7 separate regions of the Mus musculus genome follow, and all the other regions are linked to region 3. A link is a contact called in public ChIA-PET, HiChIP or PLAC-seq and promoter capture Hi-C data. All regions are on one chromosome and are shown on one strand. The core of a region is the stretch at or near the end of the contact, and the rest is flanking DNA. Distances in the headings are between cores, read along the strand shown. Region 1 holds the start of Srsf3 (serine and arginine-rich splicing factor 3). Region 2 overlaps Bnip5 (BCL2 interacting protein 5). Region 3 holds the start of Srpk1 (serine/arginine-rich protein specific kinase 1). Region 4 holds the start of Stk38 (serine/threonine kinase 38). Region 5 overlaps Zfp523 (zinc finger protein 523). Region 6 holds the start of Ppard (peroxisome proliferator activator receptor delta). Region 7 holds the start of Fance (Fanconi anemia, complementation group E).

Region 1 (3,039 bases), core at 537-3,036, 410 kb after region 3:
ACAGGGCTTCTCTGTATAGTCCCAGCTGTCCTGGAACTCACTTTGTAGACCAGGCTGGCCTCAAACTCAGAAATCTGCCCGTCTCTTTCCCAAGTGCTGGGACTAAAGGTGTGCGCCACCACCACGCCTGGTGAAATTTTAATTTTTATTTACTTTTTTTTTTTTTTGAGACAGGGTCTCTCTATGTAGCTCTGGCTGTCCTGGAACTATGTAGACCAGACACCTGCTTTCTGCCTCCCAAGTGCTGGGATTAAAGGTAGTCATTACTTTTTTTTTTTTTTTAAAGATTTATTTATTTATTTATTATATGTAAGTACACTGTAGCTGTCCTCAGACACTCCAGTCTGATCTCGTTACGGATGGTTGTGAGCCACCACGTGGTTGCTGGGATTTGAACTCCTGACCTTCGGAAGAGCAGTCGGGTGCTCTTACCCACTGAGCCATCTCACCAGCCTGGTAGTCATTACTTGTTTGTTTTACAAACCAAAAAATTTTGGAACAGAGAATATCACAAGTCATTTAGATACATCAGATTTTTTGTTGTTTTTCAGAAAGTATCTCAAGAAGTTCTTTCTGGCCTAGAACTCACTAAATGTATGAACATAAAGTTCGACTCCTGTTCCCTTGGGCCAAGAGCTGAGATTATGAGGCAGGGAGGAGAGGAAAAAGACAAAAGGACGTTCAAATGAGCCCCATTACTACTATACTAGGCATGTCTAACCCAGAAAGAAAAAAAAAGATCTAGAAGGAAATGAAGTTTTGCTAGAATCTTCTGAAGGTCACAACAAAAACAGGTTTAACAACTGTAGCCTGCACCACAACTCCCTTAGGGGAACAAAAGCATTAGAGTTGTGTCTGAAAAACTGGTTAATATTTTGACCTTTCTTGGAAGCAGAAACAACTAAGTCTCCCCAATAAATCAGAGTAGCCTGAGGGGGGCCAGGCCGAGGATACGTCTGGGAGCTGGAGGCAAACGATGTGGCTTGTCAAACGAGGGTATTCAGCTATCCTGGGGTCTGTGTGTAGAGGCCCAGGGAGACCCACAGGTCTGGCAGCCAGAGCAAAGCCCTTACAAAGGCCGCAGGTGCCCCTCCTAGCATCTGCATGGCGGAGCTGCGTGCTCAGAGCGTAAAGGCAACCTATGCAAAACCTTGCTCTCCTCCTGGGAAAGTGAGCCCTGTGACCGTTTGTCTTGTTTTTTTTTTTGTTTTTTCATGCAGCCTCATCAAGTCGCATTTGCCGCGCGCGCGGTTTGGGCGAGGCGGGAAAGCGAAAGTTGAGCAAACTTTGCAGGCTCTACCCTGCATCGGGGCGCAGACCGGGCACCGTGGGGTACCAGTTAAGTCGCCCAAGCTCGGTGACCTTGAGAGCGACTATAAGGCTCCTTAGTCTGCGATGGATGCCCCACAACGAGGAAGCAAGCGTCCATGTTTCACTCTGACCCGAGCCCGCGGCTGCAGCCGCCATCGCCCGGGATTAATGGCGGCAGAGTCTGGACAGCTTTATTCGGCTGCAGCCTAGGCGGAAGTGGAGGAGAGGGGGCGTCTGCGCGGCTCGCGGGGATGGCCGGGCCGAGCGCCGCATCTGCGGGACAAGCCGGCACGCGGCGACGAGCTCGCGCCACCGCGCGTACCCCACCCACCTGACGGAACGGCCGGCGCGCGCTCCCAGTAACCGCGGTTTCTCGCAGCGTTTGTAGCGCTTACGTCACAGCCTGCGCCGCCTCTGATTGGGTGATCTGGTCAGGTCATGTGGCAGAGCAGGGTGCTATAAATAGGGCGAGGGGACGGTGGTGGTCCGCCATTTCGTGACGCCGCGAGACCGAGAATCTGTAGGAGCAGAACCAGAGGGAAGCGGGTGGGCCTGTCGGAGCGTTAGGATTTGAGCTTGGGCCTTTTGAACCCAGGATCTCGGTAAGGGACCGGCGAACGGAGGGAGGGAGGTGGAGGGAGGGAGGTGGAGTTCCGCAGACTCGAGGTGGGGCCGGGCGCAATGGCGGCACCAGATTGAGACAAAGGGGCGCCGCCGCCATTTTGTGACTTTCGGTCCCGGGCGGCGGCTGGGGCCCCGGGCAATGTTGAAGATGCTTCCAAGTCTGTAAATCCCGGACTTAATCTTTTGTCCTTTGGAGGAAGGCTCGGAGAGGGATTGCTCCAGGCTGGGGTGTGGCCGGCGTGTGTGTGTGTGTGTGTGTGTGTGTGTGTGTGTGTGGGGTAGATCTCTAAATGAATTCTCCACGTCGCGGCCTTTAGTTTGATGGCGCCTTTTTCTTCCTTGCTCCTGGTTTTCTTGGTATAGTGTCTTGAGGACTTTGTATATATTTTTTAAGACAGGTCTTTTCGTATTTACTGAGCCCCTACAGTCTCATCTTTTTTTTATGCCGACTTGGTGTTTGCTTTAAAAATCTTTTCTAATGAGGCTGCGTTTCTTAATGTAAATCATAGTTCACTTTGAGTTGGGTTTTTCTTTGACCTATTTGCTTTTAACAGGTGTGAAAACCGGGGATGGATGAGTTTCATTTGTCTTTTTGTTTGTTTTTTTAATTTTCGCGGAATGGCTTGGTCGCTCAACTGAGTCTTGGGCACAGGGTGGGGTCACGGCAAAATAGGGTTAAATTTTTTAGTTTGATAATAGTCGGTTTGAACATTATGGTGTATAGTAGGGAAGACACTTAAATGGCTTATTAAGTAGGGTTTTCATTTCGGAAGTGTGAAGTTGAAGACTTACTGAGTGTATGTCCTCAAGGTTGTATGTTGTATGTCCTTTTAGTAAAGATTCTTTTACGCAGGAGTTTAGGGTGCACGGTGCAGGCCACTACATGCCTAGCAGACCTCAACATTTACTTTTATGCACTTTTTACTAAAAGACGGGGGGTCACTAGCAAACTTCATAACTGTCATTCCTCTAGCCTGTTGAGCCACAAGCATGCTTGCCTTCCTAGCTATGATAGTTTTGTTGTGGAACCTTTGTGTGGTTCCAAGATATTTATTTTTGTTTGTTCCTGAGACAGTTCTTGCTGTAAATCAGGCTGGCTGTCTT
Region 2 (3,128 bases), core at 430-2,929, 270 kb after region 3:
CATCTTATTGGTTAACTTCTCTCTCATCTTGGCAAAAGAACCTTTACTGCCTATGTATGTGTGGTGGCCAGCAGTAGCCAACTGCCACTCTGCAACTGCCACTCTGTAACTGCCACTCTGCAACGGCTTCCCACACCCTTTTCTTTTTTCCTTTCCTTCCAGCATCTCATTTGGGGTGTAAGAATTACTCTGGAGGTGACACAGATGTCCAATCCTGCTGAACCCGGAGTGGTTCTCCTCGGTCTTTGGGTGGCCTCATAGACACTGTGGTCTGGAACGCCCCATACATTTGTGGGCCCTGGGGACGCGGGCCCCCTGTCTCGTTTTTTGACTGTTGCATATTATTTTGAAGTATCAGTCTCCCTTTTATGTCCTTGACCGATCTACACTCATTAGCCCAATGCTTTCCTTTACCACACTTTGGGCAGATGCCTGGCACCTTCTTTTCAGGTTTACTCCTTCTATCCCTAGGGCATTGTCTTTGTATATGTCCTGTCTGTCCACAACTGTAGCAAGTTATTCCTTTTGATCTCTGAGCCGATAATACAGCTCCGGCTAGACCTGAATTAGACAATGGCCCTCCTATCTCTCTGCATGCCTTCACCCACATCTGCAGGCCCTTTCCCTTCCAAGGTGTTATTGTATTCCTACACTCCTTTGTGCATTGCTCATAAACTAGTTGTTCTATCAATGGCATAGCTGCTTCAGAATCACCAAATATTCTTCTGGCTGCCTCCATCATACGGGCTACAAAATCTGAAAATGGCTCATTCATTTCTTGAATTACTTTTGTCAAATTTCCTGATACTTCCCCCCTATTAGGCAGACCTTTCCATGCCTTTATAGCTGTATTATTAATTTTTCATAGACCTGCACTGGATAACCTACTTGATTATTTGCCCATTGTCCTTGTCCTGTAAGCATTTCGAAACTCCATGCCAGTTGCCCTGTTGCTGCATTGGCACAGGCCTGATTAGCGCTAACATTATGCCAGATAGATTTCCAATCTAGATATTGTCCCATAGTTAAGCATGCTTTAACAACACTCATCCAATCATTGGGTGTCATAGCAGTGTGAGCGAGCCTTTCTACCTGAGATTGGGTGAAAGATGCATTGACTCCATAGGTCCTCACCGACTCTGCTAAATCTTTTACTTGTTTGTGCCCCAAGGGTTCATAATATCTACCCTGATTTTGGTCCTCAAACACCGGAAACATCTGTCTCAACTTCCTTCGTACTGCTGGAGTACCAAAGGAGTGGCTGCTTCCAGTATCACTTCCTGTTTTCTTAGAATAAGGTGGAGAAGGTGGAGGGACACTGGGAGCTGACTCTATCGGGCCATACCGTTCCGACTCATAAGCTGCAGCAACCTCTTCTAGCTCCTCCTCCTCCTCTGTAGCTAGTTCAGAATCTTCTGAGCTCGAAAGTTCAAGCTGTTCTAGATCAGTTAATGATGGGCTTGATCTCCGTTCCACCCCCCTTTTTGGTCTCCTTTTTTTCTTTATCCTTTTGACTCTTCTTTTCCTTTTCTAGTTTTTGTTTTCTGCGCACTCCTGCTCTCACATCTTTCTCTGTTTCTGACATACTTTCCTGATGTTCCTGTAACAGTCTTTGTCCCTCTTTTTCACACTTCTTATCCTGTATACAAGCCCTAATTAGTTTTCAAAGCAGAAATGCCTGGTTTCAGTTTCCCTTCCCAGCAAACACACTCATGCCCTGGACGATGGCAATTAAGGCAATAGCACAGAATCAGGACTACTATAAAGATGACTAGAATGAGACAAGCAACTGTTAAAGGATCTACTCCAAAGGGAAGCACACCTCTCAAAGACGTACGTTACTCCTTCCCCGTGATGCAGTTCTGAATCCTCCCTGTAACAGGGGGTCTTTGCTCATGCCTGAAGATGTTTCGTTCCCGGGTTTCCGCACCACTTGTGGACGCCCGACTCACCAGCAAGGAAGACGCCACAACAGGATTATTCTGCACACGTTTATTGGGAGAGCTTGATAGAGAAGGCAAAAGTCCCCAGCCCAGAACTGGCGCTGCTTGTATAGGCCTAGGAGTGGCCTATACTTGATTGGTTGTGTTTCAGTGTCTCATTTACATTCCCCAGGATGGGCTGTGACGTGGCGCAAAACCCTTATGCACATGCGCACATTGGTTGTTTACCCGAACTTATGGGCGGTGGCCAGCGGTAGCCAGCGCCATCTTGTAATGGCGTATGTAGCTTCCCACATGCTGAACCCTTACAACCCAGGCTGAATTCAAACTGGATATTGTGAGGTCTCAGAGAAACCCGGGACAAATGGCTGAGGTGCCTATTTAACACACCAAGGCAGACTCTGGCTCAGTCCATACTCACAAGTGCCTGTTACAGACTCGTCCTGCCTGGCATGCCCCGCCCCCCTACCCGCATTCTCTCCAACGCCAGAGCTTTCTTCCCCTTACCCCAGATTCTCCCATTCCTGTATATATAACCAGCCATTTTGGCTATGTGGCCTCTCTTTTGGTCCACAGCCCCTCCTTCCTCTATGGATTCCCACCGCCATCTCATGGTCTGCGTCAGTCTGCTAGCCATGTGCAGTCTGGACTCTCCCAGATGCCTCTGGCTTCTCTGTCATTCATATCTACAGTAAACGTCCCCTCAACCATGCCGTCCTTTTCCCATTCAGACACATAGCAGAGAGCGGCCTCAAACCCTTTCTCCACACCTGTGCTAAGTCACACCAGCTTCATCAAGTAATCAAAAAGAACGATGGCTGACCCAGCCTCTCTCTGCCTCAGGAGTCAGGTTAGGACAGCAATATCTCATTTCTGACATTACCCGCCTGGGATCGGATGGGAAGCCCTGAGCTCATGACCACCCAACCTAGCACCCCTTTTATTACTGTGTCAGCATGGTGTCACTCTAAAGTTGAGCCAGAGAGAACCCAGGACAGGGACAGGGAGGCTGGCCCCACTAGCTCGGACTGTCCTGGATGGGGGCTGGTGGCGGCCATCTGGTCTCTTCTAGATGGAACACGGGGGCAGCCATTTTGTCTCCACTGGGTGGAGCAAGATGACCTAGCTTCCCTGAAAAGATCCGGTTCACACTTTGAGTCAGTGTCTTTATTGGTTCAAACAACA
Region 3 (3,313 bases), core at 514-3,013:
CGGCACTTTATCAAAGAAGTCACTGCACGGCCTCCCCCAAAAAACTTCAGGGAGTCTCCTAAGCAACACCACCCACTCCACCCCGGTACAGTCGCGCAGCAGGGTGACCTAGGAAGACTTCTAATGTGTGGCAGAGCAGTGCAGACCCAGCTTGATAATACAAAACACCAAATAAATGGGAAAACACAGAAAACAGTTCCTCTGAAACAGAGTGCTAAGCAGAGAACTCTCTAAGTCCACCCGGAGGAACCTCTGCAACTAAATGTTAGTACAAGATCCTTCGTAAAGCTAACTTCTAAGCTCACAATGGCAGTGAGCCTGCAGTGGTGGCACATGCCCCTTAATCCCAGGATTCTCAGAGCCAAAAACAAGAGGATAAATTCAAGGCCAACCTGGTCTACATAGGGAGTTCCAGGTCAGCCAAGGCTATCTCAAAAAACAAAGACGTTGGTGGGAATGGTAGCAGCTAAGCTCACTTGAATAAGCCTCCACCCAGCGTTTCTATCAGACTGTGCCCTCTTTTGTGCACACACACCCCCAACACCACTAAACCACTATTACACATCAAATCGGGCAAGTGTAGCACTAGGCCCACCAAGCCGGAATCACCCAACCGGCACCAGCAATTTGACTCTGGACATTACTCCGACGTTACTGCTCTGAGGACCTGATAGTACGGCCCGCCGGTAATGCATAACTTAGCCGGCACACCGAGTGGACAGCAACGCCACAGAGTCTCCCAGACTTAGGAAGCAGAGTAATCAGGCGCGAGGAAGACTCCCGGCCGTCCTCCTCTACCCAAGCGAGCGTGTGGTTGGCAGGGCCAAGGGTAAACAGGGAAAATTCATTCAACAATTTCCCGATGGCGTAGCGTGCGGACAGACGTAGGAGGCAAGTTAAGACGCTGCGGAGCACGGAAGGAAGAGCAGAGTTCACAGACAGGCAGGTAATGATTGCCAGCTCCGGCTGCCGGGCCACACCTGGGCCTCCTCGATGGAGTTGGCGAGTGGTGCCGGGCAGGCTCCGGGTCTTTCCAGCAGACCCGAGCCTGGAGACCCAGCTACCTTCCACATGATTCCCGGAGGGCGAATCACACAGCGGCCCAGTAACCATGTGGCGGGGAGGGGTTGGGGGGGAACCGCCCGAAGCGCACAACCCGGTAGGGGGAGGAGGTCCCCGAGGAAACGCAAAGGGCGGGATGTTGGGGTACAAGACTCACTTCCTTTGGGCTTTGTCCTTCTTGGCCTTGGTCCTTTTCTTTCGGGCCTGGAGCGCGAGCACTGCGGGAGAGAGGGATGGATGAAGGGCCGATGTAAGTGGGAGGCGGGGAGCGGCGCGAGCACGCAGGGCGACCGGGCCTGAGGCTGCGGGCCGAGCGCGGGGCGGGCTGCTCGGGGTGCACAGCGGCTGCCAGGCCCGGCGCGCCCAAAGAGGCTCGGGCCGGCCATGAGGCCTCGCCGCCCCGGCCTGGGGGCTGCGGAGCGAGGGGCGGGGACGGCGGGCGCCGGAGGACGCCGCAGCCGAGGGGCGAGAGGCAAGAGTGACGCCGCTTCAGGGGGCCGCGACAGTGGCCAGAGAGGCGCCTGGCGCCCAGTCGGGGACCGCCGTGGCTCCTCGTGGCGGAGGCCGCTCCGCCGCTCACCTTTCCGCTCCATGGCGAGACCGGTAACCGCCAGGCGCCTGCGCACTCGAGTGACGCCGACTCGGGCTCCCGCCGCGGCCCAAATCCCAGCTCTTCCTCCCGGCGCGCGCCGGCCCCGCCTCCGGGCCCGCCCGACCACGCCCCACACGGCGTCGCGCGCCTGCGTGGTGAACACAGAGCCTACCACCTGCTCCGGGGTGTACGAGAGTGGAGGGCAAGGGACCGAGGGATCCTGAATGGGAAGCTGGTTTTAGTGTCCCGCCATAAAGCGCGCGGCTTGAAGTTCTTACCTCCTGAGGAAAGGCAGGGCTCCGCAGTCAGTCGGGATTTGCCTCAGTTTCCCCGGCCTGCAAAACTGCTTAACCCAAACATATCCCAGTTCCTGTCTGAGCTGTTGTAAGGGCCAATTAAGACATTAAAGAAAATGGGAAATTAAATTGTATGTGGATACACACAGAACAAAGGCTGGAAGGAGGGAACGTGTGCCTCTGTCCTCTTCTAAAGATAAAACCTTGGGCCAGCAGCCCATGCCTTTAATCCCAGCACTCCAGAAGCAGGTGTATCTTTATGAGTTCCAGGCCAGCAAGGCATATATAATGAGATCCTGACCCAAAATAAATCAATAAGAACTGGATGGGGGGGCGGTATGGGGGACTTTTGGGATAGCATTGGAAATGTAACTGAGGAAAATACGTAATAAAAAAATATTAAAAAAAAAAAAAAGAACTGGATCAGAAGCTGGGCAGTGGTGGTGCACGCCTTTAATCCCAGCACTTGGAAAGCAGAGGCAGGCAGATTTCTGAGTTCGAGGCCAGCCTGGTCTACAGAGTGAGTTCCAAGACAGCCAGGGCTACACAGAGACACCCTGTCTCGAAAAACCAAAAAAGAAAAAAGAAAAAAAGAAAAGAACTGGACCAGAAGACAGCTCAGCAAGTAAAGGTGCCTTAAGGACCTGAATTCAAATCCAAATAGGGCCAATTCCCACAGGTCTCTCTCTGACTTGCACACAGGACCCATGGCACATGCAACAACCCCTCACCCATAAGTAAGCTAAACAATTATTTTAAGTAAAAGCAAACACTTCTAAAGGGAATTTTCTAGCTGCAAGTTGAAAGCCTTAAAGGAAGGGTGTGAATGGGAATTCTGTTTTCTCCTTGAAGAACTCTCTTCATCGTAGGACTTACCGGGTGTTTCCATACTGTCAAGTGCATGATCTTATTAGATGCTGATGTCAACTTCAGGCCAAGGTAGTTATTATCCCCATTACAGAAAGATGAGAACGTGGAAAGGATTGTGTGCTCAGAATCTTGCTGTCCCAACCCAATGATTCAGGCATCAAAACTCCTATAGTAAAGTAGAATCAGCAGGCATTTATGAGAGAGATGGGGGAGGAACATGAGGCTCTCTAGACCCCAGTATTTCTTCCAAAACATAGACTGTGGGTACTGCTGTGGAGATTTATAGTAGGCACTGAAATTCGCAATTGGAATTGTATACTTTTCATGTGTTTCAGAACTCTCCTTTAGATCTTTTTTGTGATTTTCTTTTTGTTGTTTTGTTTGTCTGTTTGGGGGGTTTTTGGTTTGTTTTGTTTTGTTTTTGTTTTGAGACAGGGTTTCTCTGTGTAGTCCTGGCTGTCCTAGAACTCACTCTGTAGACCAGGCTGGCCTG
Region 4 (2,862 bases), core at 307-2,806, 390 kb after region 3:
CCAAGGCCCTGGGTTCGGTTCTCAGCTCCGGAAAAAAAGAAAAAAAAAAAAAATACATTAAGGAAAAAAAAAGGGCCAACCAGAGCGAGCAGAGGTCCTAAATTCAATTCCCAGCAACCACATGAAGGCTCACAACCATCTGTACTGCTACAGTGTACTCATATACATAAAATAAATAAAGAAATCTTTAAAAAAAAAAAAAGGAAGAAAGGAAGGAAGGAAGGAAGGAAGGAAGAAAGGAAGGAAGAAAGAAAAGTAAAGTCACAAGTCACAAGTGGGCTGGTCTGTGGAGGCATATTCCTTTAGGAGGCAGAGACAGGAGGATCTCCGTGAGTTCTAGGCCACCTTAGTCTACAAAGCAAATTCCAGGCCAGGCATAGGTACACATTCAGACCCCATCTCAGACAAAATGCTCCATTTGTGAAGTCCACTCCCGGGAGTGGAGAACATGCCTGATGTTGAAGTGGGTGTGTGTGTACACTGGTGTGCTGTCCAGAGTCTGAGGACAGAGCCATCGGGTTAGGAGGAAGCTGCTATCTGATGTTTGGGTGGGGTGGGGCAGGGAGCTATTCTTGCAGCGATGTGGTTTGTTTTTTTTTGTTTTGTTTTGTTTTGTTTTTTTTGTTTAGGGAAACCGTATGTACTGGCTACTTCACAGCCAAGGTGAGCTGAAGGAAGAGGAAGCAGTGAAGCTACTTCACGCCGCTGACCTTCCTATTCATCTTGAAAAAGAGCAAGATTCCCCTATGTCTCTGGGTCCTTTGCAGGGCGCCGCTGGCAGCAGCCGTTATGCGCTTTCTGACACACTTTTCCTCCGACTCTTCTGCCACTTTTCCCTGTCCTCCAGCTCGGTCCCTTTTCTCGAATTTTAACAGTCTGCAGTCCACGGGCGGGGATCTTAAGGTGAGGGGAAGCCCGGTACCCCCTGATCGCGGACTAGGGGGACAGCCTCCAAGGTCCCACACCTACCCCGGGGTGGGGGGAGCTCTCGAAGTGCAGACACCCTCTGGTTCTCTCATCCTAAGGTGCAGAGTGGTACTGACCGAGGTCAGAGGGGACGAGCCGGTGGCAGCAGACACACAAAGCTGGCGACTAGGAAAGGAGGGAGCGGCTGCCTGTCCCGGTTGAGGACAGAGGCGTAGAAAGAGAGGGACGGACAAGGGGGCTCTGGGGACCACAGAGAGAACGCTGACAGGAGCCCTGGAGTGCACAGGAGCTGTGGGACGGCCGGACGAGGCGGCAAGCCTGAGGCGACGGCCGGGAGACACTCACCAGACCCAGGGGGGAGGGAGGCGCGGGGCCGACGGCTACAGAGACGGCGCAGACGCGACGTGCGGGCGGCTCCAGAGCGACCGCGACACGCCGGGGACTCCGAATGAGCGCAGCTGCCGATCCGCGACAGGACAGGACAAAAGGAAGAACCCCAACTGCCGGAAAAGACGGCGGCGCGGAGGGGCCAAGGCTCCCCCGGTACCCCCTCAGACTGTGGAGAGGGGCCGCCGCGGCTGAGACTGCGCATGCGCCCCCCGCCAGCGGCGCTCGCCGGGCAGCGGGACTGCGCGTGCGCGGCGGCGCCCCGCCCACATTTCACCCCTCACCCGACTGCGCCTAGCCGAGGAGGCCCTACGAGTGCAGAGCGGGGCGGGCTCCCTGGTGGCTTTGTGATGGGCTGGACTAGCTGGCCTTTGTTATGTTACTTTTTCTTTTGAAATAATTATAGACTCGCCAGAAGTTACAAAACGAAAACCTGGAAGTTCCGTAAAAGCCAACACCCACCCAGCTTCCCTCAAGGTCTTACATAAGGCACCGGGCTCTGCACCCGGAAATTAACATTGGCTCTCTATCAACTAAACCAATGCAATCAACTACCGTGACGGGGATTTAGCATTTGGCGTGCACTCGCTGGATGATGTCTTTAGTTCTCTGAAATTTAATCTGAGTTTTACCCCATCCTCCTTGACTTCAGATCATTGTGGCCATAAGTCTGTTGGAACCCGTGGCCCTTCCTATTTTTCGTTATTGTAAAGGATTAACGTGCCTTTGTTTGGGATCAGGTGATCTCTCACACCTAACACCTCTCCATTGTGCACAACTTAAAGCCTCTCATTGATTTCCAGAGAACTGAGCCCAGTGCCCTCGATTAGAAAGTTTTAAAGTCCTGAAAAAACGATGAATGGCTCCCTAGAAAGGAGTCCTCTGGGAGCAAGCGAGAAGAGAGCTCCCTCCTGTTAGTCACTTCCCAAGCCGCCCCTAGTAAGTGTTCTGATTTTCCCTTTTCTTTTATGTTTTTTTGTTTTGTTTTTTGTTTTTCGAGGCAGGGTTTCTCTGTGTAGCCCTGGCCGTCCTGGAACTCACTTTGTAGACCAGGCTGGCCTCGAACTCAGAAATCCACCTGCCTCTGCCTCCCAAGTGCTGGGATTACAGCAGGTGTGTGCCACCGCCACCACCACCACCACCACCACCACCACCCCCGCTTTGATTTTGGTTTGGTTTTTTTTTTTTGGTTTTTTTTTTTTTTTTTGGTTTTTCGAGACAGGGTTTCTCTGTATAGCCCTGGCTGTCCTGGAGCTCACTTTGTAGACCAGGCTGGCCTCGAACTCAGAAATCCGCCTGCCTCTGCCTCCCGAGTGCTGGGATTAAAGGCGTGCGCCACCACCGCCCGGCTGATTTTGTTTTTAATTGCATTGTAATTATTGAATTCATTATCTTGCTAATACTTTTTTTACTTTTTTTTTTTTTTTTTTTTGCCTCTTAAAATTTTTTTGAGACAGTCTTATGTAGCTCAGGGTCTCAGGGTAACACAAACAACGTGTTGCTGAGGGTAAACCTTGAACTCTCGAAATCCTCCTGCCTTAGCCTCTC
Region 5 (3,164 bases), core at 547-3,046, 430 kb before region 3:
GAGCATCAGATTTCATTACAAATGGTTGTGAGCCACCATGTACCATGTGGGTGCTGGGAATTGAACTCAGGACCTTTGGAAGAACAGTGAGTGCTCTTAACCACTGAGCTGCCTCTCCAGCCCTTTTGTTTCTCTTTCTCCCATCATTCTTCTCAGGTCTGTTTCTTACCTCCCACTGGGTTGCAATATGTGTATCCATGTGTGTGCACTTAATCACACTCAAATAAATGTAGTTGTAAATCTTTTTTTTAAAAATCTTACATCAGAATAATTACTTTTACTTTTAAACTCAGCCTTACTCAAAATCTTAGGACATGCATGATATTCTTTGCTAGAATGTACCATTCGTGGTCCTCTGGTCTGTCCCCACTGGAGTCCTGTCCCCTCTGAAGGTGCAGGAGCCTAATCTCAACTGCCCACTTGCACTTGGCATCCTGGTCTTTTGAACTCACACAGGAAACTGCTTATTAAGTTCCGCTTACAGCAGCTTAAGCCTTCTCTGGCTTGCTGCTCCATACTTTTCCAAAGTCCTTCCACAGAAAGTTCCCAAGACCTAAGATCCACACTGCCAGGTCACAGCCACATCCCTCTTCTCTGGCACCAGTTCCTTTGCCTTGCTGGGACAACATAAATACCTTACGTGACCGATGTGAAAGAGAGAGGGTTTACTTTGGCTCATGTCTTTAAGGTGTTCAGTCCTAGTCATTTGGCCCCATGTACTTGAGCAGAACATCACTGTAGACGGGAGCCTCTGGGCTGTAGGAGAGAGCTGTTCACCTCACGGCTGACAGGAAGGAGGAAATGAAGCAGAAACGGGCCAAGGGGAAACACACACACACACACACCCCACATGACCTCCAAGGACCAACTTCTTCCAGCTAAACCCACCTCCTATAGTTTCTAGAACTTTCTAAAGCAAAAGGGCATTTGCCATTCAAGGTTATGCATAACTATGGAGCTGAGGAGTCACAACTGTGCAGAGCACCAGAACCCATGGAGAATCCCTCTAGGGGTGAGTTTGGGGATTCCCCTGATGGGACAATGTCAGCAGATAGTTGAGTCAGAAGAGGCCAGCTGACGTTTCTCCTTATTGCAGGGCTCAGTTCCTGAGCTGAAGAAAGAGTGAACACATCTCCTGCATTGACTTGTCAGTCTCCCTGTCTTTCTTTCTGTCCTCACTCCCATTCTCTCCCAAGAGAACAGCCTGAGCAGGGAGCCCTTGAGTCTGATCCCAAGAGCCCACTCAGGTGTGGTGGCTCATTCACACTTAGGTGTGAAGGCAGGAAGACAGGAGGAATTCAGGGCTATCCTCAGCTCTATAGTGAGGATAAAGCCAACCTGGGCAACTTGAGACCCCCATCTAAGAGAAGAGAAAAGAGTCCAGGACACAGTGGCCTATACCTGTGGTCCCCCCAAAGCACAAGAGACGTAGGCAGGAGGATTGCAATATGAGGCCAGCCTGAGCCACATATCAAGACCCTGCATAAAATAATCAAGGTTTAGGGATACACGTTCCTGGCTGAAGCCCTTACCTGACATGCAAAGGCTAAAGGTTCAGTCCCAGCCCTGGAAAGGAAGAAAAAGCCTGGCAGGATGCACACTCCTGTAACCTCAGCATGTAGAAGGCAGAAACAGGAGCTTACAATGACTTTGAAGTCTTCATTTGTCTGGTTAGCAAACTCCAGGCCAGCATGGACTACAGAGCAAGATCCTGTCTCAAGGAAAGCTTTGGTGGGTGGGGTGGGAGTGGGGCTTGAGGTTGCATAGATCAAGTAAGGAAACATGCTCACATGACAGTAAGGTGAGTCATAGACCCCACCCCCACAGTAGCCACACTCAGCCTAGGCAGATAGCTCACTCATGGAGCATGAAAGTGTGAGGGCCCGAGTTCAACCTTCAGCACCCACATCAAAAGCTGGGTGAAGTGGCACGTGCTTCTAATCCCCCAGCCAGGAGGATCCCTGGGGACTCTCTGGCCCGCCAGCCTATGGAACCTGGGAGCTCCTGGCCAGCCAATGAGAGATGCTGTCTCAAAGGCAAGGGAAGGCTTATTGAGGAACATCACCCAAGGTTGACCTCTGGCCTATGCACATGCTCATGTGCACACACGTGCACACACGTGCACACTCAATGTGCACACAAACGCCACACACATATACACACACATGTACACGCACAGGCACATGAATCCACACCTCTCTATCCCTTCACTTCCATTTCTTTCGTTTGTTTTTTGTTGCTGTTTTTCAAGAAGGATCTCTTGTAGCCCAGGCTAGTTTCAAGTTCAAACTGTAGCAGAGGCTGGCCTTGACCTCCTGTGCCTCCTCCACCACTTCCCAAGTGCTGGGATTGTAGATGAACACCACCAATCTGGCTCCCATTGCTTTTACTCTGCCTGTGGGGCTCACCAGCGTGAAGGCTGCAGCCTATGGAGGGCTGAGTGTGTTCCTGCCTGCTCTCTGTGAGCTCACTCAAGTCCACAGCCACTGCATTAGGAAGAGACAACTATTCAAAGGAGCATGCAGCCGAGACTCAAGCTGAGTATGGGCGCAGGCTTACACACTCGGGAGGTCAGTCCTGGCCCCAGAGTACATTGTGGCTATCACCCCTACCACAGCATGTCACAGTGGAGGCCCCAGATTTTGGCACACTGTTACAGGGGGAATGAGGAAATCTGTTTTAACTGTTAGTTGGCTGTGTATCTGAATTTCTTGGCATTTGGGAATCCTCCCTGGTTTCAGGATATTCTTTGTTCTCCATTTAGCTCAGTCTGGGCAGCTCACCGTTAGATCAGAAGTTCCCGTCTTCACAGGCCTGGGTAGTAAGAAAGGAAATTGCTTCTTGCAGAGTGGCAGATAAAGTTACTTCATGGCAGGATGTTTCTCCTCAGGGCCTCCAGACTGAGGCTTAAGAGGTGGCGAAGGGAACGTGGTGGATGTTCCCATGCTTGGACCATAGGCAAGGATGCAGAGACTCAAATAGGCATCTGCCACAGCGGGCAAGCACGTGGTGGGCCTCTGCCAGCCTGGTCCACTTCTCTGCTTCTACGTCCCCAGGGGAGAAGCTGCTTGAAGGGCAAGTGATCCAGCTGGAGGACGGGACCACTGCGTACATTCACCAGGTGACGATACAGAAAGGTGAGGCGCCCCAGACACCCATGTGGA
Region 6 (2,920 bases), core at 184-2,683, 390 kb before region 3:
GTGGAAACCTATCCTTGGAAGACACACAGTACCCTTCTCTGTCCTCCAAGTGCACACGCGCACGTGCGCACGCGCACACACACACACACAGACACACACACTCGAAAACAAAGCAGAAAAAAAGTGGTGTGGGGTTCTCCAATCCAGCGAGCTAAGGATGCACTGTAAGGAGTGCCAGACCGGGCAGAGGTGACCTTTAATGGCGGTGTGGAGGAGGGAGGTGCCTGCTGACTTTCCTGCCAGCCAAGTTTTGTTCATTCTAGGATGATGAAACCAGCCAGTGACAGATTGCCTTCTGGCTACATACTCTCTGTGGTATATGATGAGTTGGGGTGACAGGCAAGCCCAGGTACAGAGTTCTTGTCTTGTCTGGTCCCTGACATCCAGCGACAGAAATCTCAAGTGGGAGAAAAGTTCTTTTAAAATTTGTTTTCTATTTGGCTTCACAAGGCCTATAAGCACAGGCTGGCCCAAAACTTTCTCCATTGCTAAAAATGACCTCAAACGGGTCCTCTACCTCCTGAGTGCTGGAGTTAGAGTGCCATCATGCCTTCCAGATCTTTCTTTTTTCTTGTGTGGGTGTATATGAAAGTGCACATGCGGTGTGTAGAGATTGGAAGATAACCTTCAGGAGGCAGTCCCAGGGACTGAACTCAAGTCTTCAGGCTTGGAGACAAAGCGATGACCCGTTGAGCCATTGAACTAGCCACCAGTTAAAAAATTGGGGGTGCTGAAGAGATGCTTCAGTGGTGAAGATCGCGCTTGCTACTCTTGAAGAGGCTCGCTTCCCAGCATCTACATGGAAGTTCTCCATTGTAACTCCACTTCCAGGGGATCCAACGCCTTCTTCCAGACTCTGCAGGCACTGAACGCACATGGTGCAGAGACAGACATGCAGACAAAACACTCTGACATATAAAAATAGATATTTTGTAAAACGTATGCGTCTGTATTTTCATTCCCAAGTCTCCCACCATATGCCTCTCCCAAGCGCCTCTGAAAATTACAGTTTGCCTCTATTCCTTCCCCCACCGCCCTTAGCTTTGCTTCTTGCTTCAAACCACACAAGTCTATGCCTAGTTTCTTCTCAGGAAGAGTGAGGAGGTTGTATTAGATGACCTCCACCTTCTTTCCGCGCTTTAAAGCTTTAAATATCGTTTCGTGAGGCTTGCTTTGACCAGCCCTAACTTCTCCCCAGCGCTTTCCTCAGCTGCTGCTCCCACGTCTGACTGCAGAGGGCGCTGCAGACGCGCCAGGGCAGCTGTGCAGTGGGCGGAGCGATGGCTGTCAAAGGAGTGGCTCCAGGCGGCGCGGCGATTGGCTACTGCTATGGCGGAAGGGGGCGGGGGCGAGTGCTTAGTTGTGGGGGAGGGAGCCAGCGGCGCGGTGACATCACGGGGCTGGGGGCGGCGCCGGGGCTGGGAGCGTGTGACGCCGCAGGCCGCGGCGGACCTGGGGATTAATGGGAAAAGTTTTGGCAGGAGCTGGGGGATTCTGCGGAGCCTGCGGGACGGCGGCAGCGGCGCGAGAGGCGGCCGGGACAGGTCCGTGCGGATCGGGAGAGGCCAGCGCGGCCCGGGCTGAGGTGGATGGTGGGGTCAGGGGCTCCGAGAGCCGCTTTCCGCGCCTCTGCGGCTCGTCTATGCTCGGCTTGCGCGCTGAGGAGCCACCGCTGGGGTCTCCACCGCAGGGACCCCTGTGGTTGCTCGGAGCCGGCCTCCCTCCCTCCTCCCACCCACCCTGATCCCTCTAAAGCCCCGTGGCTTCATCTCCTCTCAATTCCAAAGAACCCCATGTCACCTCCCTTCTGACCCCCTTTCTGAGCGCCTCCCTTGCTGTCCCGCTACCCAGGCCCTCCTTGGAGATCCTTCCTGCCTCCCTCGATAGCCTTCCATCCTTGCCCTGTCGGTCAGTGCTCTCCTCCTCTCTGACCCGTTTTCGGGTTGCCCTATCCCTCCCCATCTTCTTTAGGATGTTGTGAGCCAGTCCGGTTTATCCGAGCCCCTTCTATCCTGGCTACCGGCAGAGGCCCCACTTAGGCTCAGCTCTCATCTCCTGTCCTTTTCACCTCCTGTCACCCGACTGCCTCGCTTCTAGTTTTTTTTTTTTTTTTTTTTATGCCTCTGCTTGAGGAGAACCCAGAGGTGCACGATAGGCTTCCGTTTCACCTTCAGTTGAGCTGGGAGTGGGGTGTTGAGCGCCAGCTTGACCAGATTTGTTCGGGTCACAGGTTTCACTGGGTGTTGTATTGGGAGGGATGGCCAGTTGGTAGGCCCTCGTAATCTCAGCTTTATAATACTTCCCCTTTATGAGTCTGTTGACTTCCAGGAACCCTTGGGGGAGACGGCTCTGAGTTGGGTGTGTGCCAGGGGTAGCCAGAGGCTTCATATAACTCTTTTCACCCTTTCAGGAAACAGGACTCATTTGGGATATTATGGAATGTATTTAAACCATGATACGGTGCCTTCCACGCACTGCCCTTTTCCATACAGCTAAGAGCAGAAGCTATGCCCTTGGTTTTTTTTTTTTTTTTTTTTAAAGATTTATTTATTATATGTAAGTACACTGTAGCTGTCTTCAGACACACCAGAAGAGGGTGTCAGATCTCGTTACGGATGGTTGTGAGCCACCATGTGGTTGCTGGGATTTGAACTCCGGACCTTTGGAAGAGCAGTCGGGTACCTCTTACCCACTGAGCCATCTCACCAGCCCTGCCCTTGGTTTTAAACTTGGTTTTTCCTCCCTGTACTGGCTCTAGAATGTTTGCTTACAAGTTACATTTATTTATTTCTGTGGGGTGTGGATGTGGGGTGGGGTGTAGGTCAGAGCACAGCTTACTGGAGTTGGGAGGTGGCTCTCTCATTCGATATTGTGGTTCCTGGAAATAGACTCGGGTCATTAAGGTATGATGACAACCACC
Region 7 (3,036 bases), core at 416-2,915, 310 kb before region 3:
AACCTAAACCAGGTTTAGAACTCTGCCCCACTTCTACCCAGATGACTCAAATGCGAAGCCTTAGGCAGTGAGGTCCTGGTTGAGGCTTGGGGGAGGTCCCAGCTGTACTTCTTAGGGCCCACATCTGCCACAGTTCCTCTGTGGAACACCGAGAAAGGAGGTTACTAGAAGAAGGCATTTTCTTTTTCTTTCTTTCTTCCTTCCTTTCTTTTTTTCTTTCTTTCTTTTTTTTCTTTTTTTTTTTTTTGTCTTTTTGCCTTTTCTCCCACTTTGTGAAGCAGTAAAGACCTCACCTTTTCCAACTAATTCTTTTGAAATAAATAGTTTGGCTTAGATCAAAATCAGCTCAAAAATGCTGCCATGGGTTCCCATGATAGAGTAGAAAGCCAATGTCCTCTGTGTGACCTCAAGCCTGGTAGCCTCTCTGATCTCCTCTTCAGCCACCCTGCAGCTCCAGGGCCGTTGCCCTGTTTCTTCTCTTCCTGTAGCAACCTCCCTACAGACTCCCTGACCTGGACCTTATTGGGTTCATTTTGCCTGGTCATCCTATTATAAGGCATCTCAATTTATCTCCTTTTTTTTTTTTTTCTTCCTGAAAGTAACTGTCACGGTCAAAATATTTGATAATTTGTGGCTGGGGAGATGTCTTATCAGTTAAGAGGCCATATTGCTGTCTCACAGAGGACTAAGGTTCAGAACACATACATACTATATACACATAGAGATATTTCCCAGCTACACATACACATACGCCCCATACACATGAGTAAAAATAGAAATGTAAAAGGATAGGAACTAGAGAGATGGCTTAGTGGTTAAGAGTGCTAATTGTATTCGTAAAGACTGGGGTTTCTCAGCATGCGCGTGCAGTCTTAACTGCCTATAACTCAAGTTTCAAAGATTTTGATTTTCTCTTCTGACCTTCCAGGTCTCCTGCACACATTTGGCCCACATACATATATATACACACAGGCACACACACACACACACACACACACACACACAGAAAAGGCAAAATGGAAACAGAGTTGGAGGGATGATGGCTCAGCGGTTAAGAGTATTAGCTGCTCTTGCAGAGGACCCCACATGTAAATTTACAGCCGCTAACTCCAGTCCCAGGACATCCCACGCCCTCTTCTGGCCTCCGCGGGCACTAGACATAGTGCATTTACATATATACAAGCAAATCACCCATACGCATAAAATAATTTTTGCTTTTTTTTTTTTTCTCGAGACAGGGTTTCTCTGTATAGCCCTGGCTGTCCTGGAACTCACTCTGTAGACCAGGCTGGCCTCGAACTCAGAAATCCGCCTGCCTCTGCCTCCCGAGTGCTGGGATTAAAGGCGTGCGCCACCACGCCCGGCATAAAATAATTTTTGAAAAGAAACATTTTAAAAAGACGTGGAGAAGGACTAAGATTAGGCAGCAGTATAGTACAGCCGCTCCATCAAGCGCGGATCAGATTGGCTCCAGACGCAGGAACCGGCCCCGCCCCTTCGCGGGCTTCTCGTACTATGCAGGGAGTTAAGTTGCTTCCTGATGCCCTCGCTCCGTCCCCGCTCCGCCCCTCTCCTGGACGCTCTCTTACAGGTCTGGTTAGTTGATGGTCCCGCCCCCTCCCGATGATCACGTCCCTTCCGGCCCCGCCCCGATCGCTAGATCCCGCCCCTTCAGGCTCTACAGGGTGCTCCGGCTTTCCTTGGCTTCGGGAGCTTTGCGCGGCTGGAGTGGCGCTCCGATCCCGCGTGTCCTAGCCGCCGCCCCGCGTCCGCTCTGCGCTGGCGACGCCGGGGTCGGACTCCGTAGCCTCGGCCGGAGCGGCGCCCTGGGCGAGCCTGGAGGCCCCTGCCCGCCTCCTGCTTCAGGCGCTACAGGCAGGGCCTGAGGGTGCGCGGCGCGGGCTAGGGGTTCTGCGCGCCCTCGGCCGCCGCGCGGAGCACTTCCCTTGGGATGGCTTCCTGGAGGCGCTGGGCCACTTAGAGCCCGAGGTGCGGGGCCCCGACGGCCGCCTAGAGCTGTGAGTCCCCGCCCGTGGCCCCCGCCGCCTCCCCCCTGCTTATTTGTGTAGTTGAGGCAGGGTTCCATCTAGCCTAAGTTAGCCTGGAACTCCGGCAGCCATGTCCTCGGTGACAGGATTACAAGTGCGCGTGCCAGCACTGGGCTGAGACACGCATTTTGTCAGGCAGAATTCTAAGTGCAGACTGAGTTTGTTTGCTTTGCTTCCATCTCCAGTTGCTGAGCTGCTGGTGCATGGCTTTAACTCCAGCATTTGGAGGCAGAGGCGAGCATATGTCTCTTGAGTTCCAGGGCAACAGAGTGAGACTCTGTCCTAAGAAGAATAAAAGGCGGGGTGTGGTGGTGCACGCTGGTAATAGCACTACCCAGTAGGCAGAGGCATGAGGATCTTTAAGTTCAAGACCACCCAGGACAACATAGACTCTGCCAAAACACAAATAATGTATCTCTAATACAGATGTTCTTGTCAAGTGGACACCTGTGTTAAAAATACAGGTCATGCCGGGCGTGGGGGCACATGCCTTTAATCGCAGCGCTCGGGAGGCAGAGGGAGGCGGATTTCTGAGTTCCAGGACAGCCAGGGCTATACAGAGAAACCCTGTCTCGAAAAACAAAAATACAGGTCATACAGTGTAGGGTCTGGTTTCAGCGGTCAGGAAGCTGAGACAGGAGGATTGCTTCAAGTTGGAAACCAAGACTGCACAGGCCAAGAAAACTAGAGACTGACAGATCTCTTGTGAGTTTGAGGCCAGCATGGTATACAGAGCGAGTTCCAGGATAGCGAGGGCTACACAGAGAAACCCTATCACAATAAAGGATATATATATATATATATATATATATATATATATATATATATATGTGTGTGTGTGTGTGTGTGTGTGTGTATGTATATATGTATATATGTATGTATGTATGTATATGTATATATACACATATATATCTCCTATATTTTCTATATATATTTCTCTATATTATATATATTTCCTATATTTCCAATATATATTTCTCTATTATCC

What was found. ChIA-PET counts read pairs in DNA pulled down with a chosen protein or histone mark. HiChIP or PLAC-seq counts read pairs in DNA pulled down with a chosen protein or histone mark. Capture Hi-C pulls out chosen DNA fragments and counts their contacts.
Region 1: a contact with region 3 is called in an RNA polymerase II ChIA-PET map of memory CD8 T cells, with 92 read pairs. The contact joins the promoter of Srsf3 here to the promoter of Srpk1 in region 3. A contact is called at or near these places in 1 of 15 datasets of contacts at CTCF or cohesin (the NIH/3T3 cell line), 1 of 484 Hi-C or Micro-C datasets (regulatory T cells), 2 of 115 datasets of contacts at active chromatin or transcription factors (effector CD8 T cells and memory CD8 T cells) and 1 of 9 other capture datasets (adipose tissue).
Region 2: a contact with region 3 is called in an H3K27ac HiChIP or PLAC-seq map of embryonic stem cells, with 13 read pairs. The contact joins the enhancer-like site here to the promoter of Srpk1 in region 3. A contact is called at or near these places in 2 of 39 promoter capture datasets (3T3-L1-derived adipocytes and maxillary cranial neural crest), 1 of 484 Hi-C or Micro-C datasets (bone marrow-derived macrophages), 3 of 115 datasets of contacts at active chromatin or transcription factors (bone marrow-derived macrophages, embryonic stem cells and memory CD8 T cells) and 3 of 9 other capture datasets (embryonic stem cells, liver and pancreatic islet).
Region 4: an RNA polymerase II ChIA-PET map of memory CD8 T cells shows a contact between it and region 3, with 74 read pairs. The contact joins the promoter of Stk38 here to the promoter of Srpk1 in region 3. A contact is called at or near these places in 1 of 39 promoter capture datasets (the 3T3-L1 cell line), 3 of 484 Hi-C or Micro-C datasets (CD4 T cells, cortical glia and embryonic stem cells), 2 of 115 datasets of contacts at active chromatin or transcription factors (effector CD8 T cells and memory CD8 T cells) and 1 of 9 other capture datasets (pancreatic islet).
Region 5: a contact with region 3 is called in an HNF4G HiChIP or PLAC-seq map of pancreatic cancer cells. The contact joins the enhancer-like site here to the promoter of Srpk1 in region 3. A contact is called at or near these places in 1 of 39 promoter capture datasets (liver), 1 of 484 Hi-C or Micro-C datasets (CD4 T cells) and 2 of 115 datasets of contacts at active chromatin or transcription factors (effector CD8 T cells and pancreatic cancer cells).
Region 6: a contact with region 3 is called in a FOXA1 HiChIP or PLAC-seq map of pancreatic cancer cells. The contact joins the promoter of Ppard here to the promoter of Srpk1 in region 3. A contact is called at or near these places in 1 of 39 promoter capture datasets (neural stem cells), 1 of 484 Hi-C or Micro-C datasets (CD8 T cells) and 2 of 115 datasets of contacts at active chromatin or transcription factors (effector CD8 T cells and pancreatic cancer cells).
Region 7: a promoter capture Hi-C map of adipose tissue shows a contact between it and region 3. The contact joins the promoter of Fance here to the promoter of Srpk1 in region 3. A contact is called at or near these places in 1 of 39 promoter capture datasets (liver), 2 of 115 datasets of contacts at active chromatin or transcription factors (effector CD8 T cells and pancreatic cancer cells) and 3 of 9 other capture datasets (adipose tissue, liver and pancreatic islet).

The regions. Positions count from the first base shown.
Region 1 is chr17:29,030,874-29,033,912 of GRCm38.p6, forward strand. It overlaps Srsf3 (serine and arginine-rich splicing factor 3), which reads left to right and starts at 1,787. Exons shown (of 6, transcript NM_013663.5): 1 at 1,787-1,913. It overlaps Gm16196 (a long non-coding RNA gene), which reads right to left and starts at 1,750. Exons shown (of 3, transcript XR_876716.2): 1 at 1,643-1,750.
Region 2 is chr17:28,893,297-28,896,424 of GRCm38.p6, forward strand. It overlaps Bnip5 (BCL2 interacting protein 5), which reads right to left. Exons shown (of 12, transcript NM_172450.3): 12 at 3,099-3,128. Among named protein-coding and RNA genes, the nearest start is that of 1700030A11Rik, 10 kb to the right of the region's middle. Within about 2 kb of position 1,680, at least 86 of the 459 cell types and tissues checked have an H3K27ac peak or open chromatin away from gene starts, as enhancers often do. A contact at or near this core is called in bone marrow-derived macrophages and embryonic stem cells, where this site is marked.
Region 3 is chr17:28,620,758-28,624,070 of GRCm38.p6, forward strand. It overlaps Srpk1 (serine/arginine-rich protein specific kinase 1), which reads right to left and starts at 1,764. Exons shown (of 16, transcript NM_016795.4): 1 at 1,643-1,764; 2 at 1,220-1,280. The coding sequence starts at 1,655.
Region 4 is chr17:29,006,439-29,009,300 of GRCm38.p6, forward strand. Stk38 (serine/threonine kinase 38) reads right to left here and starts at 1,557. Exons shown (of 14, transcript NM_134115.3): 1 at 1,273-1,557.
Region 5 is chr17:28,191,910-28,195,073 of GRCm38.p6, forward strand. Zfp523 (zinc finger protein 523) reads left to right here. Exons shown (of 14, transcript NM_001357995.1): 3 at 3,057-3,137. Among named protein-coding and RNA genes, the nearest start is that of Def6, 14 kb to the right of the region's middle. Within about 2 kb of position 1,797, at least 42 of the 459 cell types and tissues checked have an H3K27ac peak or open chromatin away from gene starts, as enhancers often do. A contact at or near this core is called in pancreatic cancer cells, where this site is marked.
Region 6 is chr17:28,231,321-28,234,240 of GRCm38.p6, forward strand. Ppard (peroxisome proliferator activator receptor delta) reads left to right here and starts at 1,434. Exons shown (of 8, transcript NM_011145.3): 1 at 1,434-1,544.
Region 7 is chr17:28,311,865-28,314,900 of GRCm38.p6, forward strand. Fance (Fanconi anemia, complementation group E) reads left to right here and starts at 1,666. Exons shown (of 10, transcript NM_001163819.1): 1 at 1,666-2,018. The coding sequence starts at 1,780.